Linked DNA regions of Sus scrofa: region 2 is linked to region 1. A link is a contact called in public HiChIP or PLAC-seq data. All regions are on one chromosome and are shown on one strand. The core of a region is the stretch at or near the end of the contact, and the rest is flanking DNA. Distances in the headings are between cores, read along the strand shown.

Region 1 (7,863 bases), core at 3,407-5,906:
GGAGGTTCTCAGGCTAGGGGTCTAATCGGAGCTGTAGCCGCCGGCCTGAGCCACTGCCACAGCAATGAGGGATCCAAGCTGCGTCTACGACCTACACCACAACTCACAGCAACACCATATCTTTAACCCACTGATTGGGGCCAGGGATCAAACCCACAACCTCATGGTTCCTAGTTGGATTCGTTTCCACTGCGCCATCAAGGGAACTCCAAAAAGTAATTTTTACCTTTATACTTATTTGGACCCCTTCTGCTCTGGAGAAAAGATCTGAGGTCCCTGACAATTCAAAATGCAGATACAGTCAAACCTGAAGCCATTAGCTGAAAAGTAACGAGATCAGAGCCAAGGACAAAGGAGGAAGGGGGAGGAAGGAGCATAATTAATTACACCAGAGGGGGAAAAAACCTTAGATTAGGAAAGCTAATGCAATTGAGAACAAAACTCAGCTCTGAACTCCCTGGCAGCTTGGTGGGTGGCTGCCAGCTCTTGTAATAACTGTGGATTATTGCACCTCAAGGGCAGGTTGAAATGCCTGCTGGGCTAGTGCATCTCTCGGAATCTCTGTTTCCTCATCTGTAAAATGAGGATTAACTCACCCATCCTGGGGTTCTTTCGAGATGCAATTTAACAACCAGGACAGTAGCTTACATGGCACAGACAGTGCACAATCTCTCTTCTAAGTCTTTTGCACAGACTTAGTTCATCAATTCTAAGATGCATTTGTTTTTTGCATTTTTCACATCTCCGACATTGAATTTTTTTAAAGCATTGTGTCATAGATTATTTCACAGCATTTTTTCTTTCTTTGTTGGACCTGAAGTAATGGCTTAATGTAGATTATTAGATGAAATGTGTAACTAACTCATTCAATCCTCACAGTAACTTTATGAGGTAGTTACATTTTTTTGGTCCCATTTTACAGATGAGGCAGCTGAGGCAATACAATGTTTAAAAGGCTTATCCAAGGGCCACTGATGTCAAGCAGTGGAGCTGGGAATGTGTCCTAGGTGGTTTTTTTTTTTTTTTTTTTTTCTGTTTTAGGGCCGCATCTGTGGAAAATCCCTGGGTTAGGGGTCAAACTGGAGCTGCAGCTGCTGGCTACCTATGCCACAGCCAAGGCAATGCTGGATCCAAGCCGCATCTGTGATCTACACTGCAGTTAGTGGCAATGCTGGATCCTTAACCCACTGAGCAAGCCCAGGGATTGAACTTGCATCCTCATGGACACTAGTTGTGTTCTTAATCTGCTGAGCCACAACAGGAACTCGTGTCCTAGGCTGCGTGACTCCACTGCCACATTATTGTCTTTCATCAAATATTTCAGCAACAATCATTTCAACAAAAATTTCACCGTTATGTATTGGAAATTTACTTATCTGTTCCCTCTTAATAGCTATGTTTTCCAAATGTTCTGCTGTTTTATTAAGTAATGGTTATAGCAATATTATTATTACACATGTATCTTCACAAGTATTCCTCACACACCTGTTTATTGTCATTTGTCTTTCTTTGCGAAATCTGGAAAGGAAATTATGTAGTCAGATTTATCCAACTTTTCCTTTATGACTTCTGATTTTTATGCTTAGAAAAGTCTCCACTCTGAAATTATAGAATAAAATAATTCACCCTTGAAAAAAAATTTCACACTTTATAAAACTACTGTATGATCTGGCAATTCCACTCCTGGGTATATATATCCAAAGAAAATGAAAACACTAATTTGAAAAGGTACATGCACCCTAATATTCATAGAAGTACTATGCACTTTAGCTAAGATGTGAAAGCAATCTAAGTGTCCATTGACAAATGAAGGGATAAAGGAGATGTGAGATATATATATATATAGACACACACAATGGAATACTACTAAGCCATAAAAAATAATGAAAACTTTGCAATTTGCAACAATGTGAATGGACTTAGAGGGTATCATGTTTAGTGAAATAAGTCAGAGAAAGACAAATGCTGTATGTTATGTATATGTGAAATTTTAAAAATAAAGTGAATATAACAAAATGGAAACAGACTCACAGATAAAGAGAACAAACTAGTAGTTACCAGTGGGGAGCGGGGTGGTGGGATGGACAAGCTAGGGATAGGGAATTCAGAGGTACAAACCAGAGTTCCCATCTTGGCGTAGTGGTAACAAACTCTACTAGGACCCATGAGGACTTGGGTTGCATCCCTGGCCTTGCTCAGTGGGTTAAGGATCCAGCATTGCTGTGAGCTGTGGTGTAGGTTGCAGACATGGCTTGGCTCCTACCTTGCTGTGGCTGTGGTGTAGGATGGCAGCTGTGGCTCCGAAGACCCCTAGCCTGAGAACCTCCATATGCCACGGGTGTGGCCCTAAAAAAAGACAAAAAAAAAAAAAAAAAGAAAGGTACACACTACTATGTATAACATAAATAAGCTACAAGGATATATTGTATAGGACAGGGACTATGGCTAATATTTTATAATAACTTTAAATGGAGTATAATCTATAAAAATATTGAATCACTATGTTTACACCTGAAACTAATATAATACTGTAAATCAACTATAATAAAAAATTTTCATATTGGTCACTGGGGATAGAAGATGAAAAGACATGTGCTTGCCTGTGGACTCCAGTGAGGGCACCAATATGTAAACACGTCACTCTGTCTTGGGACATTAAGTGGCATCAGTGGAAATACATCCAAGGCATAGGGGCAGAGAATGGAGGGATGCTTAGCTGCTTGAAAGCTTCTGCCCTGGGGCTCAGCTCTGTAGTAGAAGCTACTGCTCCAGCAGGTCAGGAGAGACACATGTTTTCTTGGCTCTGAGAAGAGTCTGTTGGGTGGACCTTCGAATGATGGGCAGAGAGCCAAAGGCACAGGCACTTCACCTGTGGTCAGTTTGTATGTGGACATTTCATGTGTGGAGCCCTGGGGGTGGCAGATCTTTAGGGACCATCATGCTCTCAAGAAAGGCTTGGGAGTGACTTTGGGGGCAGAGACAAAGGGAGGGTGTGGCCTCTCAACACTAGGGCTGGAGGCTCTGTCTCTGGACACCCCAACCTGGATGGTGGGGAGTTGGGGGAGGATCTGAAAAAGGGGGGAAAAAAAGACAAAGAGAGAGAAAGAGGAAGGAACCACCCGTTTGGAGTAAGAAAATGTAGCTTTCGGAGGAATGGGACAATAGTGCCTGGGCCTAAGTGAGGTGCAGGAAGGGAAAGGCTTGGAGGGAGAATACCTGAGTTTGATTTTGCCTTAGGAACATGTTATCCTTTGAGCCTCAATTTTATCATCTGTCTAATGGTTTTAAGGACACTGCACTTACTACCTCACATGGTGGTTAAAAGACCAATTAAGATAACACATGTGGGAGTTCCCGTTGTGGCTCAGCGGGCAACAAACCTGATCAGTATCCATGAAGGATGAGGGTTTAATCCCTGGCCTCTCTCAGTGGGTTAAGGATCTGGCGTTGCTGTGAGCTGTAGCGTAGGTTGCAGATGCGGCTTGAATTACACGTTGCTGCGGCTGTGGCGCAGGCTGGCAGCTGTAGTTCTGATTCAACCCCTAACCTGGGAACCTCCATATGTCACGGGTGTGGCTCTAAAAAGCCAAAAAAAAAAAAAAAAAAAAAAGTATGTGTGTGTATGTGAGAGAGAGAGAGAGAGGGAGAAAGAGAGAGGAGAAAGTACTTTCTGAATTCAGCAATGCTTTACCGAAGTGAGTTATTGTATCTTTCTAGAGAAGTACTTGCTCTTTCACTCCTGGCTATATGATCTTGGACAAGTTAACAGGGGAAAACCTAGGGAACACAGCTTCCCCAGTCACTAAACCAGCTTGACTTAGAACTTGAAGCTCTTCCAGGCTGGAGGCAGGGGATGTCTCACTGACCTCTGACCTAGTAAGAAAGCTTGAGGATCCCTTATGGAGTTCAGGCACTCTGCCCCTGGGATGGGGAGGAGGTTCTAGCCTTTACCTCTCATTGTCCCCACTCCTCGGACCCAGCCTGGCTGCAGCAAGTGACTTGATACAGGGAGAGAGCTTTGGGCATATCTTCTAAGAATAAGGAAAGTTCATCTGCCAATACACCAAGACTTAACACAACACAACAAACAGACAAAACCCGGTTGTGGCTCAAGGGGTTAAGAACCCAACTAGTACCCATGAGTACAAGTTGAGTACTAGAGTACTCAACTCTAGTACTAGATCTGGCATTGCTGTGGCGGTGGCGAAGGCCCGCAGCTCCAGCTCTGATTCTACCCCTAGCCTGGGAACCTCCATACGCAGCAGGTGTGGCTCTTAAAAAACAAAACAAAGCAAACAAACAAACCAAAAAAAACCCCAAAGCAAATCCACTCAGACAGAACTTCCCTGATAAAGACTAATTTCTAAAATTTCAAGTAGAAGAAAGCCTCTATTGTTAAAGCCTCTGCTGGACCAAATAAGAATAGGATGGAAATCCCACTGGACCCTAGTCCCTGCCCTTAGCCACCGAGGTCTTGGGCCTGTTCACGGCAGAGTTGCCGGCAGGAGGGACAGGTCCAAGGGTGTCCCTGTCCGAGGCCTCGAAGAAGCGAAGAAGCCTGTAGCCCGAGGGAAGAAAGGCGGCTGTCAGGGAGGGGGAGGGGACCGGTGTCAACAGGCCAATCCCGGGTCAGCAGAAGCTGGCCCCACCTCTTCTGGCCTTTCCCCAGAAGAAGGAAGGAGGAAGTGGGAGGGGAAAGTGGAGGAGTAGGAAGAGGCCTGGGAGCTGGGGAGGGTGAAACCGAGAGAAGGGTTGAAAAGGAGGGACAGAGTGAGGAGAAGGAGGAAGAGGTGAGGAGCCGCGCCGCACAGCGGAAGTGGGAAGTCGAAGAACTAAATAGCAGTTCCTAAGCCAGGGCCTGGCATCCTCGCCCCGCCCCCCTGGTCCTCCCCAGGCCGGGTGTCGGGTCTCAGCATCTCCCACTCCTCTCTACTCTTCATCCTTCTGGGAGACGGGGCCCTTCCGAGCAGGGCCTGCCTTCCTTGGCAGCACACAAAAGGCCATTTCTGAGTTGCACAGAAAAAAAAAAAAGAACGTGTTACTTTGCCAGAGGGGCCGAGTCAGGGCTGCCCGGCCCAATCCCAGGCCGAGGGGAGCGTGGGCAGAGGGGGGCTGTCAGTCACCCGGAGCCCTCCGTGAAAGGGGCCCCTTGTCAACTTCCCTTGCCTTTGAAGTGCCTGGGATGGAGGTGCTCAATTAAAAGCCCATCAGTCTGTAAGTAAATCAACGCCTATCAGGCTTGTCACATCAAACAAACGATTATTACCCCAGCCCGCCCACCCCATTAATCTGGCTGTTCCTTCTTGACGGCTCAGGGTCAGGGCACCGTAAATCCTGTACTGGATTGTAGCCACCTGGATCGGGTTGAAAGCGCTGGCGCCACGAGCGGCGAACTCCCGCGTTTCCCAAAGCTTCCTGGAGGATGGAGGATGGAGGAGATGGAGACGGAGGCAGGAGGTAGAGATGGGAAACCAGGCGTAGACACAGGGCTATGTGAGGAGGACTGGAGCTGGACAGAGAGAGACCCAAAGAGAGGCAAGAAGAAGCTGAAGGAGATATAAAAGAGGTGGTGGAGAGAAAGCCTGAGGAAATAGACCGAGATAGAAATAATTGGAAGGAAGACAACCAAAGTGGTTGAGATAGGTGCCATAAAAACTCACCCAGAGTGTTTAGAATGAATAGATGATTCTAGGAGACAAGAAGCATCTGGAGGAAACTTAGTCATTGGGTTCTGAGTCTCAGTGTCAGGGTTAGGCTCCTCCCATCCCTAAGGGAGCCCTCAAATCTCCTCCACCAAGGGAAGGGTGGTGGGAAGGTGTAAGCTCAGTGCCTGGCGGAGTGATGCTCTGTGTCGGACATTTATTTCTATTTCTATTTTTATTTTTGCTTTTTAGGGCTGCACCCATGGTATATGGAAGTTCCCAGACTCAGGGGTCTAATTGGAGCTATAGCTGCCAGCCTACACCATGGCCACAGCTATGCTGGATCCGAGCCGCGTCTTTAACTTACACCACAGCTCAAGGCAAGGCCAGATCCCCCACACACTGAGCAAAGCCAGGGATCGAGCTGCAATCTCATGGATACTAGTTGGATTTGTTTCTGCTGTGCCACAGTGGGAACTGTGTGTGTCAGACATTTAAATACGCAATGGCCAGCACTGGATTTTCTGCAATAAAAAGATCGGAACAGACCAATTGGACTGAGGGTCAGGTTCCGATGTTCTGCTGAGCGAGGTTCTGAGAACCACCTGGTCCCAGGGCATCTCTGCCAGGCTCTGTGGGCTGTTTTGTAAGTTCTTTTTGCTCCCGGCCTCAAGCTGTGGCCTTCACCCATTGCAGACCAGAAGGAGGAGGGTGGGCAGAAGTGGAGACAGGAGAGCTGTATTTTGGGCTTGAAGGAGGGGCTGGGTAGGAGGTGAAGGGCTACTGGGAGCAGTGAGGAGGGAGGGGCAGCGTTGGGTTTTGCAAGAACAAGGCCTGCTATTTAAGGGAAGGGAAGAAAAACGTCTGTTCCAGAGGTGCCCCAAGGCATAGCTCACCCTGGCTCGTGACGCTTCCTGTCTAAAAGGGGCTGTCACATGCCTTTCCCATAGCTGGAGGAATAATTCCCCCCAGGGAGGTGGAAGTGGAGGAGGGGATACCGAGGAGGGGAACTTCCTCCCTTCCTCCTCCCGCAAAGCTGGATGCCCAGTCTGAGAGTTTTTTTCCTTTTTAGGGCCATACCTACTGCATATGGAAGTTTCCAGGCTAGGGGTCGAATCAGAGCTACAGCTGAGGCCGACACCAGATCTGAGCTGAATCTGTGATCTACACTGCAGCTTTTAGCAATGCCGGATCCTTAAGCCATTGAACAAGGCTAGGGGTCGAACCCACATCCTCAAGGATGCTAGTCAGGTTCTTAACCTGCTGAGCCACAACAGGAACTCTGTGACTTCTTACTAGACAAAGAAAGAAAATTCTAAAGAAGGAATGTGGACCTCTATCTTACACCATGTCCCCAGATCAATTCAAAATGTATTAAGAACTTGAACATGGTACAGGTTACTAGGTATAAAATAAATAAGCCACATGGATATCTTGTACAGGACAGGGAATATAGCCAATATTTTATAACAACTTTAAATGGAGTGTAATCTATAAAAATATTGAATCACTATGTTGTTCACCTGAAACTAATATAATATTGCAACTCAACAAAAAAAAGATTTGAACTTAAAGCCCAAAGCCATAAAACTTTAAGGAAAAAACCTAGGTGGTAAGTTCCTTGACATCAGTCTTGACGATAATTTTCTGGGTTTGACACCAAAAGTAAAGGAGACAAAAGCAAAAATAGGCAATCGGGACTACATCAAACTAAGAAGCTTCTGCACTGCCAAGGGAATCATCAACAAAATGAAAAGGCAGGTCGCAGACATAGCTTGGAGCTGGTGCTGTTTTGGCTGTGGTGTAGGCTGGCAGCTGTAGCTCTGATTCAACTCCTAGCCTGGAACTTCCATATGCCACAGGTGCAGCATAAAAAGTAAAAACAAACAAACAAAAAAAAGCAAAAAAAAAAAAAAAAGCAAAACAAACAAAATGAAAGGGCATCTTACGGAATGGGGGATGATATGTGCAAATCATATATCTGATAAGGGATTAAGATCCAAAATATATGAAAAATTCATACAACTCAGTAGCAAAAAGATCAAATAATATGATTTAAAAAATGGACAGGGGAACCGAATAGACATTTTTCCAAAGAAGACAAACAAATGTCCAACAGGCACATGAGAAGATGCTCAGTATCACTAATCATCGGGGAAATGCAAATCAAAACCACAATTAACTATCCCCTGTTAGAATGGCTGTCATCAACAAGATAAGA
Region 2 (7,863 bases), core at 3,664-6,163, 140 kb after region 1:
CCCTGGCCTTGCTCAGTGGCTCAGTGGGTTAAGGATCTGGCATTCCCGCAAGCTGCATCATAGGTCGTAGATGCGGCTTGGATCTTGCGTTGCTGTGGCTGTGGCATAGGCCAGCAATTGCAACTCCAATTCAACCGCTAGCTTGGGAACTTTCACATGCCATAGGTGCACCCCCGCCCTGCCAAAAAACCCCCCAAAACTTTGGACATAGCATTGCCCATCAGGGGACTATTAAAAAAGAATAGTGGGGAGTTCCTGCTGTGGCATGGTGGGTTAAGGATCTGGTGTTGCTGCAGCTGAGGTGTAGCTTGCAGCTGCATCTCAGATTTGATCCCAGGCCTAGGAACTTCCATATGCTGCAGGTACAGCCAAAAAAAAAAAAAAAAAAAAAAAAAAAAAAAGGTAACACTGATAGATACCATTTATCGAATGCCTTTTTTGTGCCAGGCTTGCTCTTATAGAATCCTGACAATAACTCTTTATCTCCAACTGACGGCTAAGGAAACAGACCGATTGAATAACTTGCCCAAGGCTACATAACTCATGAAGAGGCAAGGCTGGGGTTCAGGCTCAGCTCCAATGCCAAAGCCCCAAGCCAGGAAATATGTGAACAGAGGAACCAAGTCAATAGAGAAAGGTGTGGACTAGATGCTCGGGTCTGTGATCCTGACTATATGTCTATAGGAGGTGGTAAAAGAAGGTCCAAGAAAGCTCAAGGGGTGACAGAAGTTTCTGGAAGGAGTTGAGTCTTGATCTGGATTTAGGAAAGTGAAGGGGTGGGCAGAAGAGATTTGAGGATGGATTAAGGTGGGTACGTGGGTACGTGCCTGGGGTGTGTGTAGAGAGGTTCGGGGAGTTAAGGCAGCAGATCCATGTGAATAAAGGTAGAGCTCCCAGCCTTTCTCTCTGTGACTATGAGCAAATTAATAAAGCCTTCTCGGCCCTGGTTGCTCTTCAGTAAAATGGGGATAATGATAGAGTGGCTGTAAGATGATTCACGCAAAGTGTTTGGCACCCCGTCTGGCACAGGCTCACTGCTCCATAAAGGTCACCTGTACTTGAAAACGTTCTTCCCTCCGTCAGCTCCTGGTTTTGTGCTCTTCTCTGAACTCTTCCGCCTTCTTCAGGATCCTCCAGCCTCTGCATCATCAGGTCCACTTGATTCACTCTTCGTGATCTTCGTTCTTATCCTTTCTCACTGCCTCTGCCCTCATCTAGATCCTTGTCATGACAAGCCTAACATATTGCAAGTGATTCCTGCTGGCTTCCTGCCTCTAGCCTTTCTCCACATTAGTTAACCTTGTCTGTTAACACTAGATCGTTCTCTCTAAACTACTGTTCTCTCCATCTTCCTTTTGCTCAAAACCTTCCAGTGACTCACTCTCGCCTTTGCCATTAAAGCCAGACTTCTTAGCTGAATTGCCTACTCCCTCTTTTCCATTCATTTGCCTCTGTTTCTCAATATAGTTGCTCTCTCTCTCTCTCTCTCTCTTTTTTTTGTTTTTTTGTTTTTTTTGTTTTTTTTTGGTGGCCACACCCGAGGCATTAGAAAGTTTCTGGGCCAGGGATCGAATCTGAGCCACAGCAGTGACCAGAGCCACAGCAATGACAACGCTGGATCCTCAATCTGCTGCACCACCAGGGAACTCCTCAATACAATTGCTCTCACTGCCCCCCCAAAACACTAGGTTCTTTAGTGTCAGTGAGCCACCACCCGCATTTCCTCCTCCAGGTCTCTATCTCTTCCTCTCCATCTAGCCAAGCTCTCACCTTTCAGGCTGGTTCCTTTGAAGCCCACCTTCTGGCTAGTTCAGCTCATGAGAGCTTTGTTCTCTGTGGACGCCTGTTATACTCTCCCTGGGCCTTGCTCATTTGGCCAAAAGCTGTCTTGCTAATAATAAACATTCAGGGGGAAAAAACATGGAAAGTTTCTCTAGATGGGCTACAAAGCCTCAAGGGAAGGCCATCTCACTGCCCTTTCTGTCCTCTGCCGTTCCCAGCACAGGGCAGGGCTCTGTCGAGAAGTCACTCCATACATTTAAAAATCACTCTTGTTGGATAAAGGCGGTAGTGAGAATGAACACAATGAAGAATGGAAGGTGGGAGAGGAAATCCTCTCTTCTACCAGAGACAGAGTGATTTTTGTGATATGGCAGAAGCTGTGGCTTAGGCTGGCCAGTCACTCATACCCCTGGACACCAGCTGTCTCTTTTTCTTTGTGTGTCCCTTGGGGCCACCCTCAGTTTTTACAGCTTTGCTTTCTGCACTGGAAGCTGCTGTCTGCCCACATTCTGCTCCTGGGATTCCCGGTAGAGCTCCGTCCTTGGTAGAACTTGCAGAAGGCAAGCTGGGGAGAAGGATCGGACCTTAAATGTAAGTTCTGTATCTGATACTCCAGCCAAGCCTCCCCACCCCAGCCACTGGTACACAGTTGGTTGGGAGTGTTTGTTTAATGTCTGAATAGATGAGTGGAGAGGGTATGAATGAAGAATGGCAATGGTGGAATACAATGCAAAGCCTTTCACAGTAATACACGGCCATGTGTTGTATCCTTAATGGCAATAATAGCAATAATAGTGATAATTGGGCGGGAAGAGCAGAGCGGGATGAATGATGGGTGGGACATGAGAGAAACTTATTTTCATCCTGGGGACTTGGGGATTCAAGGCAGGCTTTGCATCTTGGGGGTCTGTGCTCCTTACCCAGCTGGCAGGACGCCTCCCTCTGATTCAACGAGGGGGAAGGATCCCTCACCCGGGGATCTTGGGGACGTCAGACTCCTCCTTACGCAACAGCTTCCTAATGAGTTAAGTGTAAATGAATCAGAAGCAGATGGATTGGATTGTTCTGGAAATACACCCGAGGTTTAAAAATTAAGGGAAAAAGCATTTGGCAAAAGGCATTTTGGGGTTTGCCAAGACCCAGAACATTTGAAAAACAGTTCAAGATTTTTTTTCCCCTTCCCTTTTTCTTTTCTCTTTGGTTGCAAAACCCACAACCCTGCCTGGAGGCAGTAGAAAGAGATGGGCCTCCGTTCTCCTTTCAAACTCAAGTTCCTCCTGCCGAGTGGGTAATGGGCCTCAGACTGGAGGCAATGGGCTATGGAATCCGGACTGATTGTGCCCAGGGGCCAAGTCCCCGCCTCTGTAATAGTTGTCGGCAAGGGAGGGTGGCCTTGGGCCTGCAGCTCCCAGCCTGGGCCTCAGCCCTCGGGGTCTGCAAGGTGCCTCCTGGCTTTTGTAGGACTTGATTCACCTCATCCAAACTTGTGGAAGCTCATGATATAAGGGAAATGGTCTCTAATTTGCTAGGCGAGAAACTCTGGGGGTTAGCACATGCTAATCCAATCACATATAAAGTGAAATGTTTATTCTAGGGGAAAAAACTCTTTCAAGCCATTTTTTTTTAATGAGTCACATTTGGCATAGTTGAGCCTTTCCCTGGAGGGACCATCTTGCTGAGGGAAAAGGGGAAAAGCAACAATCTCAGAAGAAAATTCAGGCCAGCAGTTTCTAAATCTGCAACTAGCTTGCTGTGTGACGGGGCATGAGACAGCTGACTTCTCTGTGCTTTGGTTTCCCAATAACCCACTCTCACAGGGTTCTCTGATTAAAGGCAAACATATGAATCAAACAAGGCAGGGGCTGATTCATGTGGGTGATGAATTCTGATGTTATAGGAGCAGTGCCTCCTTGGTGGAATCAACACAATGGCCCCATTACTGAATTCCAGAGAGCAGTCCCCTGTCTCTCTCCGCCAGGCACCTATCTGGGAAGCCAGACTCACCCACATCTCTCAGAATCCTAGGTTTTGAAAGTGTGGTGACCTTGGCCATTCCCCAGATGCATTTTTTTTTTGTTTTCTTAACCCACTAAGCAACAACAGGAACTCCCCCAGGCAAGGTGTTGACTGGCAGGCAGTGGCTTGGTGAACTGGGTCCCACCCCAGGATTTCCTTTTTCTTTTTTAATTAATCATTCTATTTAATTTATTTTATTAAAAAATTTTTTTTAAGGAGTTCCATTTGTGGTACAGCAGAAACAAATCTGACTAGTATCCATGAGGATGCTGGTTTGATTCCTGGCCTTGCTCAGTGGGTGGAGGATCTGACATTGCCCGTGAGCTGTGATATAGTTTGAAGACTAAGTTCAAATCTCACATTGCTGTGGCTGTGGTGTAGGCTGGCAGGTGTAGCTCCAATTTGACCTCAAGGCTGGGACCCTCCATATGCCACAGAGTGCGGCCCTAAAAAGCAATCAATCAATCAATCAATTTTAAATTAAAGTGCAGTTGATTGACAATGTTCTGTCAATTTCTGTTGTAAGGTGACCCAGTCATACACATATATACATTTTTTCCTCATGTTATCTTCCATCATGTTTTATCACAAGTGATTGGATATAGTTCCCTGTGTTTTTTGATTTTTTGTTCATGTCCATGGCATGTGGAAGTTCCTGGGCCAGGGATTGAACCTGAGCCACTACAGTGACCTGAGCTGCTGCAGTGAGACTGATGGATCCTTAACCTGATGCACCACCAGGAAACTCCTACCCAGGATTTATTTATTTTTCTTTTTTCTTTCTTTCTTTGGCCCAAACTGTGGCTTATAGAAGTTCCCAGGCTAGGGGTTGAATCAGAGCTGCAGCTGCTGGCCTACACCACAGCCACAGCAACACAGGATCCAAGCCTTGTCTTTGACCTACACGAGAGCTCATGGCATGTTGGATCCTTAACCCACTGAGCAGGGCCAGGGATTGAACCCATGTGCTCCTGGATATGATTCGGGTTTGTTACTGCTGAATCACAATGAGCACTCCTACCCCAGGATTTCTAATCACGGTTCTAGACCATGTCCGACCTCCTCATGTATGGCTTTGCCACAACCCTGCCTGGGAAAGGAAGTTCTGTGGTTTCTCTTTGGTCTTGCTGCTCTCATCTCCCCAGGCTGCACCCCGCCAGCCCTGCCTGCTGCTAACTGGGACTGAGGAGGCCCCAGAGCTTGACAGGATGAGAGATGGGAGCTGTAGCTCTGGCTGTGGGTGCCATGGGCAGAGCATGACATGATTCTGTCTCTTCAGAGCCCTGCCCAACCTGCTTCTTCATTTACTTCTGCCTTGGTTGGTTGTGTGGCTACTGGATGTCAGCCTGACTTCTGAGTGAAGGTAGGTCAGTTCGTCCCAGCCCAAGGTGACGATAGCAACCAGCCATTGCCTAAATGGTTGCTGCTCATCAAGAGCTTTCACCTGTGTAATCTTGCAAGGCCTCTCCTCTAAGACACAGAAAATGCAGGGGCTGGAGTTCCCACTGTGATGCAACGGGATCGCTGGTGTCTCTGCAGCCAGAATGCAGGTTCAATCCCCAGCCTGGCATAGCGGGTTAAGGATCCAGCGTTATAGCACCTGTGGATTAGGTCACAGCCGTGGCTCAGATCTGATCCCTAGCCTGGGAACTTCCATCTGCTGAGGGGTGGCCAAAAGAAAAGAAAAAAAAAAAAATGCAGGGGCCTTCAGATCATTTGGACACCATCTCATTTTGCAAAGGGGATGTTCTTTCCGAGGTGCCACAGCCAGTGAGTGGCAGGGCTGGGTCTAAGGCTTCTTCACGTCCTTCACATTCTTGACTTGAACTTCCTTTGTTCTTGATCAGGATCTATTTTGCTCTGTGTCATCTTGTTTGCATTATCCCACCAGGTCTGTTAAAGTGCTTTGGGATGAGGATAACGTTCTGGACGTCTCCACGACTCACCTGCTGCAGAGCAGAGCATGGCATGTGGAATCTACTTAGCAAACATCGAACTGGCAGGGGAAAGGTATTAAACTTGGAGGGACTAGGGGCAGCCCCAGTCCCCAGCAGACAGACTGGCACAGCGTTACCTGTCCTGAAAGAGCAGCTCAGGGTCCCTGGGAGCATCTCAGATTGTCAAGATCTTCCCCCACCCCTCTTTTAGTCCTGATACAGACTCACTGTCACCAGGTGTAGCATTGTTATCCTTATGATCATGGCTCTCACCTAGCTGTCTCCTGGCCTGCATGGAAAAGAAGGTGTGAGCTTCTAGATAGTGTCCCAGCCAAGTGAAAATGAGGCAGAAGTTCCAGAACTGGAGAGCGGAAGCAGCCCTTATGGGGAGGGAGGGAACCAAACACATGGTCTTTGGGTTGGAATCTGGCCCTCAGCCCCTCTGCCCCTTGCGGAACATGAAAACAAATCTCCTCTCGGTCCTGCTTGCTTGCTTCTTTAATGGCAGGAGTGAGAGGCCAAAGGAGATCCCACTGGGAACTCCCAGGAGGAAAGGCAGTAGTAATAACAATGATGAGGAGAGCTTATGGCTTGTTGAGGCTGCCGGCAAACAGAAAACAGGGCAAGTGGAGGCCACTCCTGGGGGCTGGGCGAAATTTGCCCTCCTCTCGGCCTTTGAGGGTAGGAGGTGCAGGGAAGGGCAGAGGACGCAGGAAGACCTTGGGACCCTGTTTCAGACTCATCACTGCTTTTGGACTTCCTAGGTGTGTGGGACTCCTGAGAAGCCCGCCTCCCTCCCCGGAGTTTCTTCCTCTCATCGGAGAATTCTGGCTTCTCCATTTCTGACAAGATGATTCAAAGCAAAAGTGGACTTGTCAGAGACAGGAAGGGAAGATAAGATAAAAATAAAAAGTTAGCCAGACTTAGAAGTTTTTCTGGCCTTAGTTCCTGCTCTCTCTCTCCCCTCCAACATTTGCATTCTTGCAAACAAAAATCCCACAGCAAAGCCCAGAAGGGGGGCCCAGGCCTTAGGCTCCAGGTCAAGGCCTGAGGGCAGTGGAGGAAGTGATTCAGGGCCCCCCGGGGGATGGAGGAGCTGGAGGCTGGGGCCAGGACACAGGGCTGCGGGCAGCGGGTCAGCCTCAGTCCGGCTCGCAGTGCCCCTGCCCCCATTCACCCACAGGCAGGCCAGCCCGGAGCCAGAGACGGGTGACTGATGGGTCCCAGCTTGAATGGAAAGTCCAGATTCCAGGGAGACAGCCTAAGAGGTAGGAGGAAAGCCACTTCTCACATCTGCAACAAAATTAAAAACGAAGTACATAAAATTCATTAGTTTACAAATAGCACTGTTACTTGTTACTCGGGGTATTAACAATCTCCTTTTTCGATTAAAAATTTTTTTTTAATTTTTAATTTTTTTTCTTTCGGTAACGCCCGTGAAAGACGTTTGTTTCAGTTGCCAACATTTCTGCAGAACTAATGTGGGTGGATTGTGACAGATATAATTTCTCCATCCTACAGTTTCATCAACTTGAGTTCTGTTAAACTATACCCGCTGGGCTTAGCTCCTTTTAAAGTTTCCGCTTTGACAGGTAGATTTATTAGTCTTGAAATTTGTACAAATCAGATGTCACTCGTGGCAACTTGTCAAAATGTCAGTCTGGCGAGGCGGCATGAAAGGCTTTCTGGAGAGGGAGACAGACGTGAGGCAGGCTTTAAAGAACTCCAGCTCGAGCTGTAGGAAGGGATGGGGGCATGGCAGCCTCTTGATCCCGAGGGCTTTACTTTATTAAATATCTCGGTCTGTACAGGGGACGTGACGTCGAATCTTGGGTCTCAGAGACATCAAGGCTGACAGCTCCCGAACCATGGCTCCTGTCCCTTCCAGTGTCAAGTTTCTTTGCTTGTTATGTTCACTTAGTGGAGAAGGCCAGGGGTGCTTGCATGGGGGAAGGAGAGCAAAGCCAGGCTGTTTGGTTTCCAAAAGGGCTGGGTGGGTCCGTGGCAATGGATGGGCGTTCCAGGCTGGGTGTTCCAGGCTGGGCTCCCCTGGTTGGAACTCGGGGCTGCCTTCAGGCTCATCAACACAGATTCTTGATTTTTTTTTTTTTTTTTTTTTTTTTTTTTT

The links. HiChIP or PLAC-seq counts read pairs in DNA pulled down with a chosen protein or histone mark.
Region 2: a contact with region 1 is called in an H3K27ac HiChIP or PLAC-seq map of alveolar macrophages. The contact joins two enhancer-like sites. A contact is called at or near these places in 1 of 47 Hi-C or Micro-C datasets (embryonic fibroblasts) and 1 of 2 datasets of contacts at active chromatin or transcription factors (alveolar macrophages).

What each region holds. Positions count from the first base shown.
Region 1 is chr15:48,712,340-48,720,202 of Sscrofa11.1, forward strand. No RefSeq gene overlaps it. Among named protein-coding and RNA genes, the nearest start is that of ZNF703, 20 kb to the left of the region's middle. Within about 2 kb of position 4,657, at least 25 of the 83 cell types and tissues checked have an H3K27ac peak or open chromatin away from gene starts, as enhancers often do. A contact at or near this core is called in alveolar macrophages, where this site is marked.
Region 2 is chr15:48,854,093-48,861,955 of Sscrofa11.1, forward strand. It overlaps LOC106506229 (a long non-coding RNA gene), which reads left to right. Exons shown (of 7, transcript XR_002339142.1): 5 at 5,078-5,161; 6 at 5,690-7,003. Among named protein-coding and RNA genes, the nearest start is that of ZNF703, 160 kb to the left of the region's middle. Within about 2 kb of position 4,914, at least 16 of the 83 cell types and tissues checked have an H3K27ac peak or open chromatin away from gene starts, as enhancers often do. A contact at or near this core is called in alveolar macrophages, where this site is marked.